Linked DNA regions of Mus musculus: region 1 is linked to region 2. A link is a contact called in public capture Hi-C data. All regions are on one chromosome and are shown on one strand. Each heading gives the region's core, a stretch centred on a gene start, on an enhancer-like site or on the middle of the called end of the contact. The rest is flanking DNA. Distances are from core to core; before and after follow the strand shown.

Region 1 (5,890 bases), core at 1,156-3,655, 240 kb after region 2:
CTATGGCCAAAGAAACACCACCCCGAGGAAATGAGTTACCAACAGATGGGAACCAGATAATCCCACGTGAAATAAAAAGCAGTAACAAGAGTAGTTAATAATTATTGAGTATTTTGCATCAAGTACTCTTGAATTTCTTCGCATACATTCACATTTAATGAAAAGAACTGTTAAGTTGATGTGATTTGTGTCCACAGTTTGTAGGTGAGGTGACCAGAGCACAGAAAGCTGCCCAGTGGCTATGTGGCATTGTTGATAGGTGAAAACGGGGAGGCCGGCTTGAGAGCCTGTGCTCCTAACCAGTTACCTCTCCCATCTGTGGATGGAAGGTTCACGGAAACCTTGAAAATCAGTTTTGTTGGAATAGTTAGAAGCTAGGTGTTTGGTAATGGGGAGCCAGGCACTTTAGCTAGAGGATAGAAGCATTTTTTAGATGCCAAAGCTGCCCTGGTCCTGAGAACTGACACTGCTTCCTTCTCCTATAGGACTTGCTGTGGCTGAGTTTTGGATGCGATCTCCATTTGACAAGGAATAAAGACGAGGCATAAATAAGTAACATTTATCTTGTCTTACATATGGATCTCCTAGCCCTCCCTCCCTTCCTCTTTCTCTCTCCACCCTCCCCACTTCAATCTTTCTTCCTCCTTTCCTTCCTGATGCTCAGCAGCAAGATGTTCCAGTCTGGGATGATCTGAAGAAAGGGCAAAAGAGAACAGTGTATTCTGGGAATGCAGGCGCCGCCGCTGCTTTGGACTTGCTTCCAGCGGAAATCCCCATGCAGATCGTATCTTCCACGTGTCTGCTCAAACACTAAGATAAATGTCATGAAACAGGAGCAAAGGAGAGGCTTCTAAAACACCAAGATGCTTGAAAGCAGAGAATCCTGTAGGGCCTAGCAAAGACTTTTATCTCTCCGCTTCATTTCTCTAGGGAGTCTTAACTGCTCCAGATTCAATATCACCCTTGAGTGACTGGGAAGCAGCAAGTGGTCAAATTATTTTCACTGTCTGTATGGAGTCCCTGGTGTACCAGGAGGCCGATGCCTCCAGAGAAGACCCACAAATGACTGTCACGCACTGTGGGGGCCACAAGGAAGCAGTGTGCACACTGGCCTGGGAAAACAACACGCCAGAGTAACAGGGGTATTTTGCAAGCTTTTAGTTGATTCCTCATAAGGGCAAAGTCTAATTGCATCTCAGATATCAAAGTTGTGCTGCACAGAGCCCACTGTAGCCCTTAAAAAAATTTATGTTCTGTTTAGCAGGGCCAGCAGGTTCAGAGCCACGGTCACCGGCTGCCTAATTACTCTTGCGTGGTTCCCTTCACCCCACCCTTCCATTTGCTGCAGTCAAGAGTTATGGCTCTGATCATTCCAGGCTGTTTCTTGAACGTAACTGGAAATATTACACAGTGTGACCGCCTCCCTTCTGGGACTGGAATATGAGATATTGTGTAAGCTTGCCTCACATCCTTCAGAGCACATGGAGGTGGGGACTTTCTCCTGACAATTCCCACACTCTGTCCCCTTGAGTGTGCCAACCCCTTCTTGCAAGTCTGAATTCTCTTCTCACATTCAGAATGATAACAAAAGCACAGACCCAGTGGGCACGCTGGCTCTTAAAATCATGCTGACATTCAGAAAACGGAAGCAGGAAGAACATGAGTACAAGGCCAGCCTGAGCAAGAGAGTGAGAACCCATCATAAAAAAAAGACAAGAAGAAGAAGAAGAAGAAGAAGAAGAAGAAGAAGAAGAAGAAGAAGAAGAAGAGGAAGAGGAAGAGGAAGAGGAAGAGGAAGAGGAAGAGGAAGAGGAAGAGGAGGAAGAGGAAGAGAAGGGGAAGAGAAGGAGGAGGAGAAGAAAGGAAAGAGAAAAGAAAACCTGTTTCTTAGCTCTAGCATGAGTGGTCCTACTTTGCAGTCTCTTGAATTTTAAAAGACAGACACAGACATAACTGGTCCTCAACCATTGCTTCATACCAGTGGTCTTCCTCTTTAATACAGTTCCTCATGTGGTGGTGATCCCCAACTATAAAATTATTTTTGTTGCTACTTCATAACTGTAATGCTGATGCTGTTATGAATCATCATGTAAATATCTGATATGCAGATGGTCTTAAGCCCCTGTGAAAGGCTCATTCAATCCCCAAGGGGACTGTGACCCACAGGTTGAGGGCTGTTGCTTTATACCAATCTGAAGGCAGACATGCATCTACAAGCTGACCAATAGTAATATTCTGAGTTCTCACAAGGCAACTCTTTTGCAAAAGCACAGCATGGCCTGGAGCAATAGGCCTTTCTGTTTCAATAGCCAGGACCAAATGGCTAGGTCTAGGTGGATCCTGGAGTGCAGTCTTGGAACAGCCCACCAGGGCCTCAGTGCAGGTCTCCATGCTTTGTTCAGACATCTCCCTGCTGTGCTCCGAGAAGCTGTAGGGCACATTCATCCGCCCAGGCTCGAGGCCTTGCCTCACACTCGGCTCCTTTATCGTTTCAAGAGATTTGCACTGTGGAGGTCAAAGGGAGCAAGCCGGGCCAGGCCCCACCTCAGCACCAGCCAAAGTTGCTGTCAGCACCAGATGGAGAAATCGTCAGCCCAGCCAGGTAAGAGGCCAAGGGAAACCTCTGCCTCATCAGAAATACTTTGCATTTTTCCTCCTCTTTTTGCAGATGAGCAATGGTGAGAGATGAGTTCTGCCTTCTGAATGTGACTTCGTGGTCCATAGTGTAAGTGTGCATTATGCAGATGTTCTAAATGCATCAACACAATTCTCCAGAAAGCCCTGGAGACTAAGCTGCCTTGGGATTTTGCCACCGTAGGGTGCTCAGAGTCACACGAGCACACGGATTTACCAGTATGAAAATTATAGCAGACATCCACCAAGGCATCTGCTTTGCAAAGAACCTAAACACTAGATGCTATATCTTCTTGCATATCACCGCAGAATTAAGACTCATCTTTCTCCTTTCTGTTTATCCAGTCTGTTGGGTAAGTAGAATTGGCTAAACCAATGTTCTTCCCTTCATCAGCTCAAGTGACTTGTAGCTTCTCCCTCTTCTTTAAGGGAGGCCGTGCTGGCTCCTTGTTTTGGATGATTCTCTTGAGAGCCTTTCAAAGAGCCTGTTCTATTCTTTTTTTTCTCTCCACACAAGAACGAGTGCCATCTTCCTGCTTAGAGTGTCTTCCATGGTCTGAGGCCCACTGGAGAGCTTCCCTGGGAAACTTTTCCCCAGGTGTCTTGGGACATGAGGGAGAGAGACAAGGTAGAGAGAGGGGTGGAGGAGGGGCACCGGCTTTTATAGGAAAGTGGAGAAAACTCACCACACAGTTAATTAGAAAGTGCCATGAAGCAAGTCCAAACTTTATGGCTTTCCTAGAATTGATGACGGCTTCTAACTGGGCCTGCCCGCTCCCATGCAGGTGTGTGCAACCTCCAGGTCCATATGGTTTTTGGCTGCCCCGGGCCTCATTCTTTGTTTAGCCCAGGATCCTGTAACTGAATATCGCTTAATAACTTTTTGTAATAATGTAGCTTGAATCAGCTTCTAGGTCCAACCAACCTCTGCTTCCTACAGACTCCCGCTGTCTTCCTGGCACACCTGCAGGGAGACACAGCCCCTTGGTTGCCCCTAGGGCAATAGCTTACAATAGTCTTAGGCTTACAAAGAGGCAGCTGCGGGTTCAATGAGGGAGGAGGCCAGGGTATAGAGCTTACTCTCTAGAAGTAATTTGTTTCACTTAGGACCTGCCAGGAGGGCTGGAGTCCTGTGACTTGAAAAAAAAAAGCCAGAGTTTTTTTTACTAAAATAAAAAAAAATTATGGTAATGTATAACACACAAGCAAGCCCTGGCTTATACAATCTGATTTATAGGCACCCCTGAAGGTCCAGGTCACTTGGGAGCCCGAGAATGGTGGGGCCAGCCTTATTACCAAAGAAATTCTCTCCTTTCTCCATTTGTTGTGGTCCTGATACCCTCCCCTTCAACCCCTCTGCCCCACCTCCTTAACTAAGGGCATCACACTGGGAAAAGTCCCTTGTGGCTGCAAGTCAGACTCAGCTGGATTCCTGGTCTTAGTCCTGCAATGAGGCAAGCCTGGAGTTCCAGAAAGTGGGTGCTCATTTGATTCTTTTGGGTCTTTCTGAATTTCAGAATGTCTAAGGAGCTTTTGAAGGATACCGGTACCTGGTCTCACTGCGCTAAATAAAAAGTGTTCTGGTGAGTCCAGAGAGTCCTTGGCTGGGCAAATGATTCTCCTTGGGAACTCCCTTCAAGTAAGGTGCAGCCATGGTCACTTGTTGTGCTTTGACGTGTTTCCCTATGCCTTCTGTCCTCAGGGGTGGGGGTGGAGCTTGCTTGAGCCTATAGTGCATCCTTTGTGCCACAAAACACAAGAGCAGGTGATAGGAGGGAGGGAGGCACAAAACTGCACTTTGGTAGTTATCTAGGACTCTAAAAATAGACGCAGAATCAAGAAAGAAATAGACACATGTGTTCTGTCCCCAAAGTCCTGAGCAGGGAGCAGAGGGTCAGACATGTCCCAGAGGGTCAGCAAATGTTCCAGGAAGCCCTTACCCATGGAAGGATGCTGCCATTCAGCTGGACGGAGGCAGACTCCATGACCCTTTGGGGCTGGAGATGGAAGAACAGAGCACGGGAAGGGGTTTCACCTTTTTTGTGTTTACTCCCATCATAACGCTGATCGTGCCCAGTCCCAATCTGCACAACAGTGGCAGCTATACTAGAATTTATTTACACATGAGGACTGAAGAATCATGCTATCCATCCATTTGTATTATCTCACCACATCTGAAAAAAAGAAAGAGATAATTGATGGGTATTGATGTGTTTTATAAAACCAAGAATATGTTCTGTAGGGCACAGTATGGTGCCGTGGGAGGAGGTAACTCAGTGGGCCCATGCTGAAGCATCGTACCAGTCATATAATGGGTTTAGTATACAATAGAGTTTATTTGGGGGTGTGGGAAGGGGAGTTGAGACAGGAGTAGAGGCAGAGAGAGAGAGAGAGAGAGAGAGAGAGAGAGAGAGAGAGAGAGAGAGAGATCAGAGAGAGAAAAGGGGCAGAAGGGCAGATAGAGTTAGACATTGAGGGAGAGGCCAAACAGTCCCTTTTATAGCAAGCCAGGCCTATGTGGTTGTTGCTAGGTAACTGTTGGGCCGGATCGTACAAGGAATGCCAGCATTCCTCCATTTTAGTTTAATTTAAAAAGGAGAATCTAGAAAGAAGTGGTGGTGAAACAGGAATAGGGTCATTGTGATCTTTAGCTACTTCTTGCTGACTTTGGGGTGACATGTCTCTGGGGAACCTAAGAAAATGGGAGTGGGGGTGCTGGTCCAGTCTTAGGAGAGTTAGCTGCTTCCTTGCTGTCTAAGATCTGTGGAACCATTTTTAGGTAGGAAGGTGCAGGTCCAGTAGAAGCGTCTGTGTCTGTGAGAGCAGGCTGGAGCATCTGTGGCTTGCTTCTCAGGAGCTGTCCTGGATGTAGATTTTTAAAGCTGTACTTGCTAAGATGCTTAAACACACACGCACACGCACACACACAAAGAAAATAAAGTTAAGTAGATTTGGGAGAAAAAACTTTTCTTAGGTGTACATTTGAAACCCTTAGGTCTTGGTGGTTGAGATGAGGGGAGTCCCCAAACCAGGGAACAGGAGGGAAATGCCACCCTCTGGAATAGGTAACAGGTAGAAACTCAGACTATTAGTTGGTGGATGTTCATATCTGGATGGAGTCTATTTGGTCCATGAGAGGTAGGTCTGAGTGGGTTTCCTGGAGCTTATAAGTTTACAAAAGAGATAAATTTGTTAGCCGCAGGTTTCCTAAGGTGAGCTTAGGGAAGACAAAAGCCTTTAGGGGGAGCTGGAGGAA
Region 2 (5,079 bases), core at 1,995-4,494:
ACATTATGTCCCTAGTAGAACACAGAAGCCCACGGGGCAGGAATGTCACTGTTCATGTGGAAGCTGCCTCCTGCCTTCTAGGTTGATATTTGTTTTCAGGGGTGAGAACCAAGATGGCACCAATTCTTGAATCCTGGGCTTAGGAGCCTATGTAGCTTCTGCAGTGACAATGAACGCTAGTGCTGCCTTCAGGTGCAGCCACATCCTTTCCGCACCAGAAAACACCAGGGCAGGACTTTTCAAAGGCCCAGAATATAGTGGGGTGCATATGCAACTCTCTGTGTGTGTATGTATGTGTGTGTGGTGACAGAAGGCTTATAATTTATGACCTTTTGTGTCTTGCTCATGAAGGAGTGTCACTTCAATAAAAGCCACCTTCTCTTTTCCTTGTCAGTGACAGGTTCTCTCATCAGAAATGAGTCTCCAAGTCTGCAGGCTTCCCTCTGATGGGGAAGCAGAGGCATGGCAGTGCGCATCACTGACTGGGCCAGGGGCTCTGGGACCAGGAGAGGCACCTTCTCTTTCTAGATGGTCTGAAAACACAGCTGGCGTCCAAATCAGAACCCTAACGCGGGAGCAGTTCTTTTAACACTGCAGTTTGTGTTCAGGGTAAGAGTTAAAGGTCCTCCCTGTGGCCTTGGGTTTTGAGGAGTAAATTTAGCAGTTCTTTTGAAGAGACTCAGTACCCAGCACCTGCTTATAGAAGGAAAACTAGCAAGGAGACATTTTCCCCTATTGGCTCTCTGGACTTTCTCCTTAAAAATCGTATACTTAGTATCTTCTTCAAATGTTCAAGAAGCTACTAATGAAGCACTAAGTGCCCAGAGGCTCAGAAGGGAACTTTGGTAGAATCTTGGTAGATGAGTAAAGTTTCCTGTTAGCTTTGTTCAGAGTGGAAAGGGCTCATGGTTTAGCAGTGCCTTTGCGGCAGTAGCAATGGAAAAAAAGGGTTTCTCCGGGAGCCACTTGTGAAGCAGTCACTGGGCAACGAGAGAGTGGGTTGCAAATTTGTCATCCATGTTTTGCTCTTGGAGGTTAAAGTCAGTTTAGTCAGTTTCTTTTGCTGATGATGAATACAGAAGCTCCTAGAAATGGGCTGTGTAAGTAAATATGAGTGCCAGTTGGAGTGTTAAGTAGCCTGCCAAAATTTCACGTGTAATCAGGTACACCCGATCAAACCACTTGCCTGTGTCCCCATATCGTCATCTGTCCAATGGAGGTTACGAACATCTCCCTCATAGAGTTGCAAGGACGAAATGAAGTCGTGGCTGTGCAGCACATGGGACATGGGACATGGGAAGTGCTGTTGGTTCAACTTCCTCCTTGTTGCCCGCTCCTCTTCCTCACACCAGGCAATTCTTGACAAGAGACCACAGAGGACAATGATCCGTCACCCTCAAACAGGCTTGCTTAGCATTTTCCTCTGAAAATGGAGGACCTAAGGAACACAAGGCAGTGTGCTCACAGGTAGTGTTTCTCTTTAGAAAGGAAGTAGACGCAGTACTCAGTAAAGCACCTGCTCCCAGCCTGCCTTTCTTCATACGTCAGGAACCTGAAGCCCTGAGTGCATGTTCCCTGTGTTTGCCACAGAGACTGGGCTAGTACAGGGAGACTGGGAAGGGTGCTCTGAGTGGAGGTGCAGGGCTTGGGTCTGAAGATCTTTCTCCCTAACTCTGGATTGCTGGATAAACCATCTCACCTCTTCAGCACACACTGCCTTCCCCTCCAACAAGACAGACACAACTGCCTGCATGGCGAGATATCTCCTGACCAGCGCAGAGTCAGAGGTTTGAGTGGCTGCCCCTTTTCCTGCAGCAGAAGCCTTGCCTGGCCCAGGGCTATGCTGCTGTTTGCCCTCAACGATCTGCAGTGAGTGGGGCCTTGCTCTTCTCTGCCCTCCATACCTCGCCATCTCAGACTCTTCCCCTTATGGACAAACTAGAAGAAGTTGGTGAGTGCCTGCACAGAGGCCGTGGTTGGCTACAATCACACGATGCCAGACTGTGAGGTGTCCTCCTGCAATGGCGGCTGCCCTCGGCCTGGTGCAGCCACCACGGTTGTGGAGGATGTTGCTGAGAGAAATGCATCAGTAACTGTCATATTATGGCATTAATGAATTTACTGCATTTGGGGACTGGACTAGAACAGAGACACATTCCTGAGCCCCGTGGCCCTGAGCCTCTCTGATTTGTTAACCATATCTAAACAAGGAAAGAGCTTGTGAAAACCTCTTGTGTGGGCAGGGCAGCTTCTCAGAAAGTGACAACCTTAGTGTGCTCACCGTGTCCACCACCGAGTAAAGCATTTTACAGCACTTAACCCTTTCAGTATCCTCAGAGGGCACTGGCTGTGCTAAGGGGAGGCGGGCAATGTAGAGGAGAAAGAGGTACTTTCTGAAAGAAAGTAAAGAAGCCTGGAGGAGAGTGGATACCCGGGTGAGGATGTGGGACCTGGGCAGGAGTTGATTCAGGCAAGGGAAGGTAGACTCAGGCTTCTGTCTTCACTGGGGAGGAAACTGCCTGTAGTTATTCCAGGAGAGTGTTCTTTGAGATTGCTGCAGCCAAGTGACCTGGATCGTGTCTGCCCACGATGGCCTTTTGCTTTCCCATGTTTTTGCCTTTTTACACAGGTTCCTGGTCCTTGTTGTGGGAAATATTAAAAAAAGAACCATCACATTCCCATGTTGCACCCTGCTACTCTCTGACCCCGCGGGCTGGTCGGCCACACACTTGAGGAAAATGGCTGACCTGTTTTTATCTCATGGAGACTCTGACTCAGTGCTCCAAGATCTCTCCACCCAGCTCACTCAGTTCCTACAGGCAGGTTGCTACGACGCCAACCCTGTGCTTCAAATCTCCCATGGCCTTTGTGGTGCACATCAGGCAAACCCACGCTTTGCCGCTGTACCTTTCTCTCTTGAACCCAGATGAGCCACTATGTGAAGGAAAACACAACACAAACTTAGTTCAGAAACAATAATAACTTAATCACTGGGCACAACAATTAAAATCCTAATCTTGTAAGCCTTATTAAATCTAAATCATCCGGAGACACTCATAGCTACATCTTGTCCTCATGCTATCCCCGTCCAAAAGGACCTAACTCTCTTCTGCTTCCTCTCTTCCTCCATTCAACCCGGAAGTCCCGCCTACTCACCCAGTGATTGGCTCCTTTATTCATTAGGGAATTGGTTCACTAGAAGTCACCTGAGTACAGTGACTCACTCCTTGTCTGCAATCCCTCCCAGGTGAGTGGAATTAGCATCAACATACAAACAGCACCAGGCCCATCCGCATCAGGTCCTCACCACCTGCTCCCAACACCTACCTCGTAGTATGAGATGACAAGTTTCCTAAAAGTCAGTTTGGTTATGTTTGTTCTTACAAGCAAGAAACTGGAGGTCCAGAGATGGGAAGAGATCAAGGTCACATAGCAAGGCAGGACTGAAACTCACTTTGACTTTTGGTTCAATGCTGCGGACAAGAAGGACTCCGACAGCCACCTTCCCTGTGTTCAGCAATCTTTTCAGCTATTTCTTTTCATCTTTGTGTGAGGGAGGAATGTTGGCCCCACCTCTTTGTGTGATGGAAGCTTGGAGAGGCTGATAAATTGCAGCTGCCACCAGATTCCAAGCCACGAGAGCTTGTGGTCTTTGCTCCGAACTTAAAATGCCCAGTACTACCGTCACTCATGTGCCTGGTGAATGTAACTACTGCAGGTCCTTACCTTCCCTGTGTTCCTGTCAAGCTATGGCTAAGCTGAACCCTGCTCTTTCCCATCGTTAGAAGGTTGTTTACCAAATTATGTGGCTTACATGTGACTAAAGTGAAAACTCAGTATTCATCTCTCCAAAGGATTCCATGCCATGTCTGTCCCCAGGAGACAGTTGTCAGTGTTTGGGGCTGTATAATAGTCCCGTGTGGTAATTGATGTTCCTGGACTAAGGATGCTGAATATCACTTACTATCATGGTTCTATTCAAAAACCTAATCACAGTATCTATGTAGAACATGGTACTCCTGTAAAATGAACCTGCCTTCACAAAGACTTTGACAGTGTTTATAGTAAAAATTTTGACCCTGCATTGACTCTTGAGAAGGGCATTGGGATGGAGAGCCCTGTTACATTACTGTACACTGAGACACGATGGCAAAGCTCACATGGAAGTCTGACCCTGTGTAAATGTACCCTGCACAATGCGGCCCCTTTCTCTTAGCTTCGTTGTTCTTATTTACAGAACGGGAAGAATTGGTGGCTACCTTACAGGAACGTTGCACTATTTTAATGAGCTCATGCATGTAGAGTGTTCACAACAGTGACTCACACAGTTAATCCAATATTAAGATTAATTCTACCTACAACGTGATGCAATATTTAGAAGTATCAGAACCATTGTAGAGTGTTCTACAGTAGGGCCCGGAGAGCTGGCTCTGTTGGGAAAATGCTCACCTTCCAAGCACAAGGACTTAAGTTTGATTTTTGGAACCAGTGTTGTAGCATGTTATTGTAATCCCAATCCTGGAGAAGCAGAGAAAGACAGATCCCCGGGCCTCACTGGTGGGCCAGCCAAGCACAACGGGTGAGAGCCAGGCCAATAAGAGACACTGTCTCTCTCACAATGTCCATCTGCGGTAGGGAGGATTAAACGAAAACCAGATTCACGAACTCGGACATTTTTCTAGGTGTGAGTCATGCCTCTGGGTAGGGTTATTTATCTGCTCAGAGCCTGTCTACGGGACCTGGAATGACAGCAGTGTTCCTGGGAGGTCTACTTGTGTTTATCGTTTATGCTATGGTCAGGAATCAGAAGTAGCCAGGAAGCTCTGGAGTGATTCCATATTGCCTCCTTCAGTCTTTGATAATTATCATCATCATCACCATTATTATTATTATTATTATTATTATTACAGGGCTGGGATTGAACACAGCGCCTCATGCACATGAGGCAAGGGCTCTGCCACTGAGTTCCACCCCCAGGCGAGCTCCTTCACTCTTTGAGAGTGTTAGGGTGGTCCTTATAAATCCCTCAGCTGGACAGCTGCGTTTAGCAATGGGTGGTTGTGCTTCAAAGAGCCAGGT

What was found. Capture Hi-C pulls out chosen DNA fragments and counts their contacts.
Region 1: a capture Hi-C map of embryonic stem cells shows a contact between it and region 2, with 4 times the contacts expected there. The contact joins two enhancer-like sites. A contact is called at or near these places in 4 of 484 Hi-C or Micro-C datasets (Th1 cells, bone marrow-derived macrophages, nephron progenitors and 1 more), 6 of 115 datasets of contacts at active chromatin or transcription factors (a beta-TC-6 cell line, embryonic stem cells, fibro-adipogenic progenitors and 1 more) and 1 of 9 other capture datasets (embryonic stem cells).

What each region holds. Positions count from the first base shown.
Region 1 is chr13:97,597,881-97,603,770 of GRCm38.p6, forward strand. Gm34087 (a long non-coding RNA gene) reads right to left here. Exons shown (of 5, transcript XR_873831.2): 5 at 4,730-4,808. Among named protein-coding and RNA genes, the nearest start is that of Gm34087, 22 kb to the right of the region's middle. Within about 2 kb of position 2,406, at least 34 of the 459 cell types and tissues checked have an H3K27ac peak or open chromatin away from gene starts, as enhancers often do. A contact at or near this core is called in embryonic stem cells, where this site is marked.
Region 2 is chr13:97,352,432-97,357,510 of GRCm38.p6, forward strand. No RefSeq gene overlaps it. Among named protein-coding and RNA genes, the nearest start is that of Gm33447, 21 kb to the right of the region's middle. Within about 2 kb of position 3,245, at least 11 of the 459 cell types and tissues checked have an H3K27ac peak or open chromatin away from gene starts, as enhancers often do. A contact at or near this core is called in embryonic stem cells, where this site is marked.